Linked DNA regions of Zea mays: regions 1 and 3 are each linked to region 2. A link is a contact called in public Hi-C data. All regions are on one chromosome and are shown on one strand. The core of a region is the stretch at or near the end of the contact, and the rest is flanking DNA. Distances in the headings are between cores, read along the strand shown. Region 1 holds the start of LOC100283037. Region 2 holds the start of LOC100501385. Region 3 holds the start of LOC103630174 (Putative MYB DNA-binding domain superfamily protein).

The links. A called contact is a pair of places that touch in the nucleus more often than the background predicts.
Region 1: a Hi-C map of leaf shows a contact between it and region 2, with 6 times the contacts expected there. The contact joins the promoter of LOC100283037 here to the promoter of LOC100501385 in region 2. A contact is called at or near these places in 5 of 25 Hi-C or Micro-C datasets (ear, endosperm, leaf and 1 more).
Region 3: a Hi-C map of endosperm shows a contact between it and region 2, with 2.2 times the contacts expected there. The contact joins the promoter of LOC103630174 here to the promoter of LOC100501385 in region 2. A contact is called at or near these places in 6 of 25 Hi-C or Micro-C datasets (bundle sheath, ear, endosperm and 2 more).

The regions. Positions count from the first base shown.
Region 1 is chr6:145,798,379-145,801,818 of Zm-B73-REFERENCE-NAM-5.0, forward strand. LOC100283037 reads left to right here and starts at 1,885. Exons shown (of 3, transcript NM_001155939.2): 1 at 1,885-2,253; 2 at 2,356-3,000. The coding sequence starts at 2,004.
Region 2 is chr6:145,953,244-145,956,867 of Zm-B73-REFERENCE-NAM-5.0, forward strand. It overlaps LOC100501385, which reads right to left and starts at 1,253. Exons shown (of 8, transcript NM_001366925.1): 1 at 792-1,253; 2 at 1-539. The coding sequence starts at 531.
Region 3 is chr6:146,089,556-146,093,342 of Zm-B73-REFERENCE-NAM-5.0, forward strand. LOC103630174 (Putative MYB DNA-binding domain superfamily protein) reads left to right here and starts at 2,176. Exons shown (of 12, transcript XM_008651258.4): 1 at 2,176-2,544; 2 at 3,155-3,394; 3 at 3,492-3,546. The coding sequence starts at 3,282.

The DNA.
Region 1 (3,440 bases), core at 635-3,134, 150 kb before region 2:
GAATGATCGAATGAACAAACGATCGGAATTTCGGCAGCATAACGGTAGGAAAAAGATTATTTGGACGAACGAACGGACGAACGATCGAACGATCGGACGAACGAACCATGAACGATCAGACGAACGATCGAACGATCGGACGAACGAACGAACAAACTAAGAACAGGGGACGAACGATCGAAGAACAATCGAACGATCCTTGTGCTAGTGTGTGCTTGTGTGGAACATGGAGTGGGTGTGTGTGTGGGGGGGGGAGAGAGTTGCCATGAAATGGCTTAGGGTGGGAAGAGAGGAGGCCCTTGCCCCTCTATTTATAGCCATGGTGGGGGGATTAGGGGGAGGGATGAGAGGATTAGTGGGAGGATGAGAGGATTAGTGGAAGATTAGCATGTATTTGTCTTGTATAAGTGAGATTTGCTTGTAGAGCTCACCGTATGACACTGGAGGCATACGTATACGTATGAGCATGAGGAAAGTTATGAAGAAAATATTTATAGGGACTTGAAAAATGATTCTGAAGGTATTTCTCAGGAGGAAAATATCTGGAGATATATCGGTGGAATATTTGGGCAGTATTTCTGGAAAGAACTTGAAGAGGATCACTTAGGGAAATATCTGGGCAGTATTTCTGTAAACAATTTGAGGGGGATCACTGAGGAAATATTTGTAGGATATTTTGAGGAGGATTTTAGAGAGAATATAGACCACTATACTTTATTTGTTGATATCAACTCGCAAACAAACATTTTGAAATGAAATTTGAAATTCATTTTGAATTTAGAGCAAGTTTGAGAAAGTTTCAGGATTTGAATTTTTGGGATGCTACACACTGGCTGCTATCTCTACCATAAATTGAGATTGTGACTCATGTTGTTAACTTGCTAATTTTTGTTGGTTTAGCAAGCTAATGTCAGGATACTTGAATTTGCTCTAAAATAGTGGTTTTTACAAAATAACCGCATCTTTTCTCTCGCTTCCTTCCTTCTGCATTCTTAAAAAAAAGCGAAGTGCCTGAATTTTCAAGCTACAATCCTAGACAATGCAAACAATTAGCCTCTAAAATTACAACTCACAAAGAAAAAATAGTAATTGGCCGTACTTTAAAATATCGCTTGGTCTCGCGTGCATTTCCTCTCTTTTTTTTCGCTACCCGCATGCGACAGAAAAGGAAGTGTTGGGTGACAGTGCAATCTACTACCAAGGATGAATATATGGCTGTAAATGTGTTCTGAAGATGCGTGTGGCAGTTCAGTTACAACGATCATCTATCTATCTCGTTACACAGTTTATGATTTATTTAAACCTGGGAATTTATGTATGTTTTTTTTCTCCTTCCAACTGTCCTGATACGTGGTATGATTTTCCTGTCACCTCAACGGCTACTTGATTAAACATTCCGGCTGGCAGTGATAGATGTCCCCAGGCGATATGACACCGGACGCCCTGCACTTGCACAGAGAAGGCAGGGCAGCCCACTAAGCAAGCAAGGCATGTGTGCCATGTCCAACCACCACTCCAGCTACCTTCCCATCAAAGTCACCCAAAAACAAACCTTCCGTTCCTCGTCCCCATCCATCCACCAAGGCCATGGCGCGCCATGCTCTCCCTGCACAGCCCATCCATACGCCGGCCAATGGCCATGGCCAGCCGCAAACAAATCAAACGGTGTTGAATGGACTGCACGTAGAGACTAGAGAGAGATTTATTATTTATTTTTTTTAAAAGAAAAGAAGTATAAAGGGCCTACCCCAGAATAAACAAACACAGCAATCAAGCAAGCAAACAGAGGCATAATTAGCACCACCGTGTAGCAAGTTGCAATCCATGTGCCCCTGCTATATAACAATCCAACCCCTCTCCTCAGCATTGTCGTGCGTAGCATAGCAGCAGCCCTTGCCTGCCTTTCGCCTTACCCTCTCTCTCTCTCTCTTTCACACAACCACTCACACTGCCGGTTGGTTTCCCTTCCGTTGTGGTTGGTGCGTACTTAGTGGCGGCCGGCCATGGCGCGGAGGAGGGGCTTCTCGGCGGTGGTGCCGCCGGCGTGGCTGCCGGCGGTGCTCCTGTTCCTGGCAGGCGCGGCGTCGGGCGAGCCGCTGCAGCAGTACTACAATGCCATCTTCAGCTTCGGCGACTCCTTCTCCGACACGGGCAACTTCGTCATCATCAACTCGGGCAAGCTGCCCAACATGCCCAAGTTCCCGCCGCCGTACGCGAGGTGCTCCAACGGCCGCCTCGTGATCGACTTCCTGGGTAAGTTACAAGTCTCGTCTCGTCTCGTCGCCGGATAGAATCGATTGATTTGGTGGCTGGCTGCCTGGCTATATTAATTAATAATTAACTAACGAACCGCAGCCGAGGCGTTCGGTCTCCCGCTGCTCCCTCCGTCGGCGAACAAGGGCACCAACTTCAGCCAGGGCGCCAACTTCGCGGTGATGGGCGCGACGGCGCTGGACCTCAAGTACTTCAAGGACAACAACGTGTGGAGCATCCCGCCCTTCAACACGTCCATGGGCGTGCAGCTGGAGTGGTTCCAGGAGGTGAAGCGCAGCATCTGCCCCGACGACCCCGCCGCGTGCCGCGCCCTGTTCGGGAGGGCCCTGTTCGTGTTCGGCGAGTTCGGCGGCAACGACTACAGCTTCGCGTGGAAGGCGGACTGGTCGCTGGAGAAGGTGAAGACGATGGTGCCGGCGGTGGTGGCGTCGCTGGTGGGCGGCGTGGAGCGGCTGCTGGACGAGGGCGCCCGCCACGTCGTGGTGCCGGGCAACCTCCCCGCCGGATGCATCCCCATCACGCTCACCATGTACCCGTCCGAGGACCGCTCCGAGTACGACCCGCGCACCGGCTGCCTCAAGAAGTACAACAGCGTCGCGCTCTACCACAACGCCATGCTCCGCGTCGCACTCGACCGCCTGCAGCGCCGCCGCCCGGAGTCCCGCGTCGTCTACGCCGACTACTACACGCCCTACATACAGTTCGCGCGCACACCGCACCTCTACGGTCAGTCGCTTCTTCGATCGTTTTGATTTGATTCTATTCTCTTCTTTTCTCTTCTCTTCTCTCATAGGACCAGGAAGATCTATCTGCTCTGCTCTGCTCTGCTTTGCTGCTCTGGGCCTCTGCCACGAGCAGAGCACTGGTCCTGGTCCACCACTAATCACTGACCGACCAACCGAACAATCGCGTGAATTCTCCCTCCCGCCTGTCGCGGGGGACGCTCGTACGCCAGCCACAGCCAGGGGACGGGAGAGAGAGCTAGGGTCATGGCCTACGCTGGCGAGGTGTGTCAGGGATTGCCAGAGCAACATTGGTGTGAGTGTGAGCGGGAGTTGAGTTCACCAACCCGCACAGCAGAGCAGATCCTGGCACAGCCTGTGCTAGCAGCACGGCGTACCGAACGCCCATCTCCCGTCCCCCCCTCGGCTTGGCTCCACCTCCAC
Region 2 (3,624 bases), core at 3-2,502:
GGATGCAGCAACCCACCGCACCCAGACAATGCCGGCAACAGCACACACAAACGCGCCTACCTGGTGCCGCTCCACCAGCACCTCCAGCTGCCGCTGCAGGATCACCTGGAGACCCCGTACATAGCGCCAGCGGACCTGCACTGCCAGATCCTCAGGCTCCCCACACGTGCCAGATCCAGACACAAAGTCCCGCGGCTCACTCAGCTCTGTGAAGTCATCAAAAGCGGCAGTAGCAGGCACGGGAGCAGCCTGAGGGGTCCTCAGGTAAGGCGCGGGTGTGCGGGCACCAAGCTTGGGGGTGGGCTGGGTGGCAACACGACGGACAGAGATGTTGCCAGTGGCGGGGAAGTCATGAGGATCAGCAGCAGTTGCCTGTGTAGTGTGCACGGCAGAGCATGTACGGCACGTGAATTGGCCATCATCAGCGTCGTCAGTGGTGTAGTTGTCACTGGTACCGCAATGATCACACACTAGGTGGATGCTTCCACCCCCATAGGGATCGGGTGAGGTGCCACCAAAGTCGTAATCCATGTTTTCACCTGATGAAGAAGCATAAAATTAGAGTTATTTTACCAGGAATAAAAGGGTGTTACAGACAGAGATTCCAATTGCCAATGAAAGATTAAAGATAAAACAAGGAAACCAACACTTTTGGCATATGATAAAATTGAAACTAAAAGATAGTAAAAGCATGCTCAGCTATCCTCCACGGTCCACAGTACCACTACCACACATATTCATTCCAATTCAACAACACTAACCCCAGAGCAAAAGCTATAAGCATAGATAACCTCCCAATCATGCTTATCAAGGCGTCCTTGAAGCGCCGCCTTAGCGTCGCTTAGGGGCTAAGGCGCGCGTGGAACCTGAGGCATCTAACGCGCCTTGCCATGGAGCGTAAAGCGCCCGCTGCGGCGCAGGGCGTCCGCGAGGCGTCGACGGGGCGTCGTTGAGCCGTCGTCGGGGCGATGCCTTGGGGAGTTAGAGCGGCGGCATTGGCTGGGAAACAGAGGAGAGCTGGAGCAGTGACGGCGGCGCGTAGGGCACCCGTAGCGGTGGCGTGTAGGGCCACGCAGCGGCGGCGCGCAGGGGAGAAGGAGAGAGAAGAGCTGCGGCTCGGAGAAGAGAGGAGCGGCAGCGGTGTAGATGCCCGCAGTGGCGGCGCGCAGGGGAGAGGGAGAGAGAAGAGCTGCGGCTCGGAGGAGAGAGGAGAGCAGTGTGGAGGAGAGGAGAGCGACGGCGACGGCTGAGAGGAGAACGGCTGAGAGCCTAGGAGAGAGAGGAGAGGCAGCTGGTTAGGTTAAACTTAATGTGTTGGGCTGAGTTGGACTCGTGGGCTTTTTTTGTTTTTCTTTTTTTTCCAGTTTCCCTCTCATGCTAAGCTAAAATGGGCCTAATAGTCATTAAGATTGTGCTAGCTTACTTATCTCTACTACTTATTAAGGCTGAAAGAGTAGTCTGTCATTCCATGTTCTGCCACCATTCTCTGTTCTGCCTCTCTCATTCCTATTATCATTCCCATTCCCTCCTCCCCACCCAGCTCATTCCCATGTTCTATCATTTTATATTCTCTTTCTGAAAGTGAAATGTGCTCTTAGACCATTTCTATAAGTATTTTGGTGATTAGATGTCCAACACATACTGAGTGAGTTCTTAAGTGCCAACTGAGTGAGAAGTGTGAAATCAAGAACAAGGTATGTTTCTAAACTTAGTGAATTGTTTTTTGAACACTAACATGGTTATCTAAGTGCTAGAAACAGTGCCAAGAAAAGAAGATTTGAATTGGAGAAGAGTTGACAAAATACAGCCAACGCCAGCTCGGGCCTTGCACACCGGACTGTCCGGTGGCGCACCGGACAGTGTCCGGTGCCCCAGGCTGGTCAACGGTGAACCGTCTGCTCTCGGGAAAATAAAAAGGTGACGTGGCTATAATTCATCGGGCTGTCCGGTGGTGCACCGGACTGTCCGGTGAGTCAACGGCGCCAGCAGCCAACGGTCGTCCACGCGATCAACGTGCGACATGTGGTCCGCGCCAACGGTCGGTTGGGCACACCTGACTGTCCGGTGCACCAACCGGTCCCGAGGACCAACAGTCGACTGCGCCCGGGATGGAAGGAAATCGAGCACCGGACTGCTACAGTGGTTGTCCGGTGTGCACCACTCGACAGAAGGCAAGAATTGCCTACCAAATTGATGTCCAGCGGCTCCTAGCTGCCTTGGGGCTATAAAAGGGACCCCTAGGCGCATGGAGCAGAACACCAAGCCTTCTCTAAGCATTCTAAGACTCCCAGACTCCGCCTCCACGCATTTGATCGATTGTGTTAGTGATTTGAGCTCCGTCTGAGTTGCAAACTCTTTGTGTTGTGTTTTGAGCTCAAGTCTTGACTTGTGTGCGTGGGTGTGCTGCGGATTTTGATCTTGCGTGTGTTGCTCTCCCATCCTTACTCTTGTGTTTTCTTTGTGATCTATATTGTAAGGGCGAGAGGCTCCAACTTGTGGAGATTCCTCGCGAACGGGAAGAATACTCAAAAGAGAAAAGACCAAGGTATTCAAGTTGGTCATTGGATCACTTGAAAGGGGTTGAGTGCAACCCTTGTCCATTGAGATACCACAACGTGGAAGTAGGCAAGTGTTACTTGGCTGAACCACGGGATAAAAATCGTGTGTCTCATGTGTTGCTTTTCTGCGATTGCTTTGTTGCACGAGCTCGCTCCATAGCCAATTAGTTACACTAACACTAATAATTAAGTTTGTGGCTAGTTAGTGTTTGGTTTTACAGGATCACCTATTCACCCCCCCTCTAGGTGCTCTCAATTGGTATCAGAGTCGTACTCTTCATCTAAGGGACTAACCGCCCGAAGAGATGGATCCTAAGGGAAAGGGGATGGTGGTCAACGACAAGGAAAAGGAGTCCATCTTCAATGAGCCAAGACGGGAAGAAGAAGAGGCGCATCAAGAAGATCATCTACTACGACAGCGATTGTAAGTGCAATCAACCCTAATTGAGGGTTTTGGTGATTAATGACAAAACAAACTAAGATTCTAACAAGTTTGCTCCTAGTATGTACACAGTATTTCTACAGACAGGAGAAGCACAGATCTTACGAGCATAAAAGTATAAAGCACAACGGATTTAAAATTCCACATCAAATGGCGTGCTCCAAGTGCTGAGAAACAACGGCGGTGCTAAATTTATAATTCTTGAGTCATAGGAATCGACGTACAATTAAGAGGGATCCGCGATGGTTAAGTAAGTTGTGAAACGAGCCAAGTTCAAAATCTTTTGAAAACTCCTTGGAGATCATTTTCCCAGATCATGAATGCCCTTGAGAAAAACAAATTTTACTTCCCACAAAGTCTCCCCTTTTGTTCTCTTCAAAATTCTCAAAGTTTGGTTTCAGCCCCCAAAACCGGTTCAACCGGTCCTGAAACCGGTTCAACCGGTTTCGGTACTGTTCACCTGCCACCTCTGCTCTGACCTGTCTGACAGTCAGAGCTGTCAGAAAAAGTCGCAGCAGATATTTTTCAGAAACCGGTTGAGCCGAATTTTGTCCCTACTCAGCCGGTTTTGAAACCGGTCGAGTGTCCGGCTGAGTAGCCCAGTGGACCGGGATCCCCCTGGTA
Region 3 (3,787 bases), core at 926-3,425, 140 kb after region 2:
CATACATGATCATAAAGTATACACTTAATTCTTCATGATGATGCGCTAAGATCACTAGCTAATGATGCTGTATGAGTGTTCTCCATTCCATGAAAACATCAGTTGTTTGCAACATTTTAGCCATCGTAAGTACTAGTATTCAATTAGGAGAGAAACTAGGGGGAAAATCAGTTGCACTTGAATTGTGGTAATTTGTTTGTCCTCGCTCTTTTTCTCGAACAAAGTTTGGCTTCTCTCAGATATTGTAAATTGACATGGCTCTGTTCGCAGGAAGAAATCTATGATGAAACAGATGAGTATGTTAATGTACATAACAAGTAAGTATTTCACTAATTTCTGCTTATTCTGAATAGCTAATCTAAATCTATGTTGCGCTAAGAATTTAGGCTCCTTCCACTGCATAGCTGTGCTATCAGGTACTACGAGCCCTGCTGGCAAGGTGGAACTGCGCTGTGCGGCATTCAACTTCTCCTCTGCTAACCACCGCTGATCCAGCTCTCCTCTCCAGCTTCTGCGTTGTGCGGCGTTCAGCAACTGTGCTGTGTGGCTGCCGGTCTCACAGACTGCATCCCTCATCGGCGTCCTCGCGCTCGCACGCCGGCCCTCCTCAGCGTACACGCTCTTCTCTGTTGTGCTGTGCCGCCACGCTATCACGATGAGGAAACCATACATAGGGAAGAGAGGGCGGTGGTTACCGGTGAGAAGACAGCGGGGAGAGTGGCCGTCGTCGCTGCGCTGTGCCACCACGCTATCACTTCGCGCCGCCACGCCGTCACTTGGCGGCGGCGTCTCCTCGCCTCGTTTGTCGCCAGCGTTGCCCCCGTTTCACCCAGATTGGATCCCTTGGTAGCACACCTAGATTCGTACCGGGCCATGGTGTTCAGAAAAACTCCAAACGGAGTCCTTCTCATTTTTTGATTTAGGTCCAAACGAGCAGGATTTAGAGAAGTGGCCAAATTTCAATCCGGGTCATTTTTTCCACCTGGAACCAGATCTAGAATGGACCAAACCAAAACTCCCAAAACCCGACCCGACACGTCAAACGGGGAGACAGGACCAACCCGACCCGAACTATGCACTGGTTGGGTACGGGCCATGCTAAATGCCCCACGACCCAACCTTGACTCGACCCGATGTTTGAACAGGTCTAGCCCGTGCCTTCCTGTTTGACATGCCGGGTCGGGTTTTTGGTCGAAAATCACGGCCCGTACCTGAATCGATAATTATTGCGGGTAAAAAATTATGGTCTGTATCTGCCCGTTGTATTGGTCGGGTCTGGTTGGGCCGAGTTTTTTTGGGCGGGTCGTGTTAGGTGGCCCAAGATCAAGTCTAGAAGACAAAGAGCCAAATAGGCTGGATTCAAGTGGTTCACTAAAAATTGGTCACGGATGGATCTGAATCTGAAATAAAAACTAGTGGTCCATTGAAGGTTGTTCGCTTTGGCCAGGATTGTTGTTGCTCGAGTTTCGGTCACGATAGCTGTTGCCCAATTTCGTCCTCTGCCAACGCTCGTCAAGTTGGATCGAGAGGTCAGCATACTTGGATTCGTACCAGACTGTGGTAGAAGGAAAAACTCCAAACCGTATCACTCTTGTTTTTTGATTCAGGTTCAAACAAACATCTTTTGGACAAACGACGTAATTCCTAACCAGATCATTTTATTCTATCCGGAACAAAGGCTGGAATGGACCAAACCGACCGAACCGAACGAGGCCTTAAAAGAGTTCCATGTTAGCAAGAGAGGCATCAACAATTCAACACAAAATTCAAGGTCTAAAAATAAGCACCATATTTTAAGATAATCAAAACACCTTATAAAGGGAAATTTGGATCCATACCGTTAAAAGATCACCACTTTGGATCCATACCATTACTATCTCACTTACATGTGGGTCCACATGAGTCAATGATATGTGGGGTCTATGGTATATATCTAAAGTTTGGATCTTTTAATGGTATAGATCCAATTGTTCCCCTTATAAAATACTACCAAAATAACCATGACCGGTCGGATATAACAAGACAGGATTAAACCTATATATTTTTCACGACTAACAAAAAGATAACAATTCGCGATAATTAAAACATTATCTACGCGGTGATATAGTAAAACTAGGTAACTGGCAGGCCAGCAAGGCAGCAACACTAAACAGAGCTAGGGCCAGCCGTTGGCGTTTGAAAAGCCCCGAAGCGGCAGTCGCACTGGCCGCCCGTATGGCTCAGATTCACATCGATTCCGACATCCCAACCGTCCTTGCCCCTCCGCTCCGTGCTTCTTCAGTTCTTCCTCTCTGTCACCCAGTCACCCTACCCCGTTCGTTGGCCTCCGCTGCGAAATTTAAAACCTCCCAAGCAGAGCGACGCCCAGAGAAGCCAAGACCCTATTTCCCCATATTATTAATAAAATTGGCTTTGGTGGAAAAAAGCCTTCCCTTTTGGCCTGCGCAATTCGAGATTCCGGAGGACCACGGCGGCGGCCGGATCGGGGTGGCGGCGCGGTTCGGTCGCCGCTGAGCGGAGCTGATGCGCCGCGCCTCCTGTGAGGTGAGACTTCTTTTATGCGCTCCCCTTCTCGCCTGCTCTGCTGCCTCGATCTGGTTGCGCCCAAAGCCCACCGGCGGCGCAGCGCTGTACCTGGCTTCCCGTTCGGCGCGGCAGCGGAAGAGGTGGCGTGGTTGGGGGTGACCGCTGCGTTCATTCTGCAGCCGCTCGAGAGGAAGCAGCCGTGGTCCGTGGAGATGGGTTTGTCGTGGCGGGTTTGTGGGTGAGTGTGGCCTGTGGGGTTGCGCAATGGCGGTAGCGCCGGTGGTGCGCCAGCAGAGCCTTACAGAGGGATTGATTTCCTGTGAGGACTGGGACTGAGAGGATGTGGGGGTATTTTGAAAGACTATATATTTGTTCTTCCTTTGTAGATGTTTATCTTTTTATAGTCTGCGTTCTAGAATTCTCAAATCTAGCCAAATTTTACTCGGATTTGTTAATTTCTCACTGTAAAAAATTGATATCTTGTGGTTAAATTTGAGGGCATGTCTATCATGGCAAAATCACGATGCATCACTGTATCTTCATAGTTGTGTATTTCTGTATTATAATTTCGACTATTTGTTATTTTGTTTACATGATTCAATTTTGTTCCCTTCCCCCCTCTTGGCAGACAATGGCCACTTCTCCCCAAGCGAAAAAAATCTGCTAGAAGACCTTAGAGGGTTTTAACATTGGGATGGATATTTGGGCCCTTACCTTGCTTTAAGTGGAGATTCAGTTTTCTGTTTTCACTTAATATGACAACTGAAGAGCGAAAGACTTTGAAGGGCACAGAGTCTTCAGCTCCTTCTGTTCCTCCTGATGGAGGAGTCAGCAAGGAACCTCAAAAAGGGGGGAGATTATCCAATGGGTGAATTTCTATCCGCTTAATGGAACCACTCATCAGGTTTTACGTTATGCATATTCCTTCTTAATTCTTATACATGTTTGTTTATCTCTGGCTTCAGGAGGACAACTGGTCCAGCACGCCGCTCATCCAAGGGCAACTGGACTCTAGAAGAGGTAAAGTTGGCACTCTGGTTTCCTAAATTCGTTAATAGCATGCATTTTCAGTACAACATTTGAATAATGAAGTAAATAATCTATCTTAGGTAGCTTTGTTGAATGCTATGCTAAACATCCATTCTCAATAAGATAGTCTTTTTTCTCTACATAGCAAAAGATAAATATCATACAGATATATAACTTTTCAGTTTTCACCATACTCTCTTCTACTGTAGTTGATACTATAGTTAATAGTAGG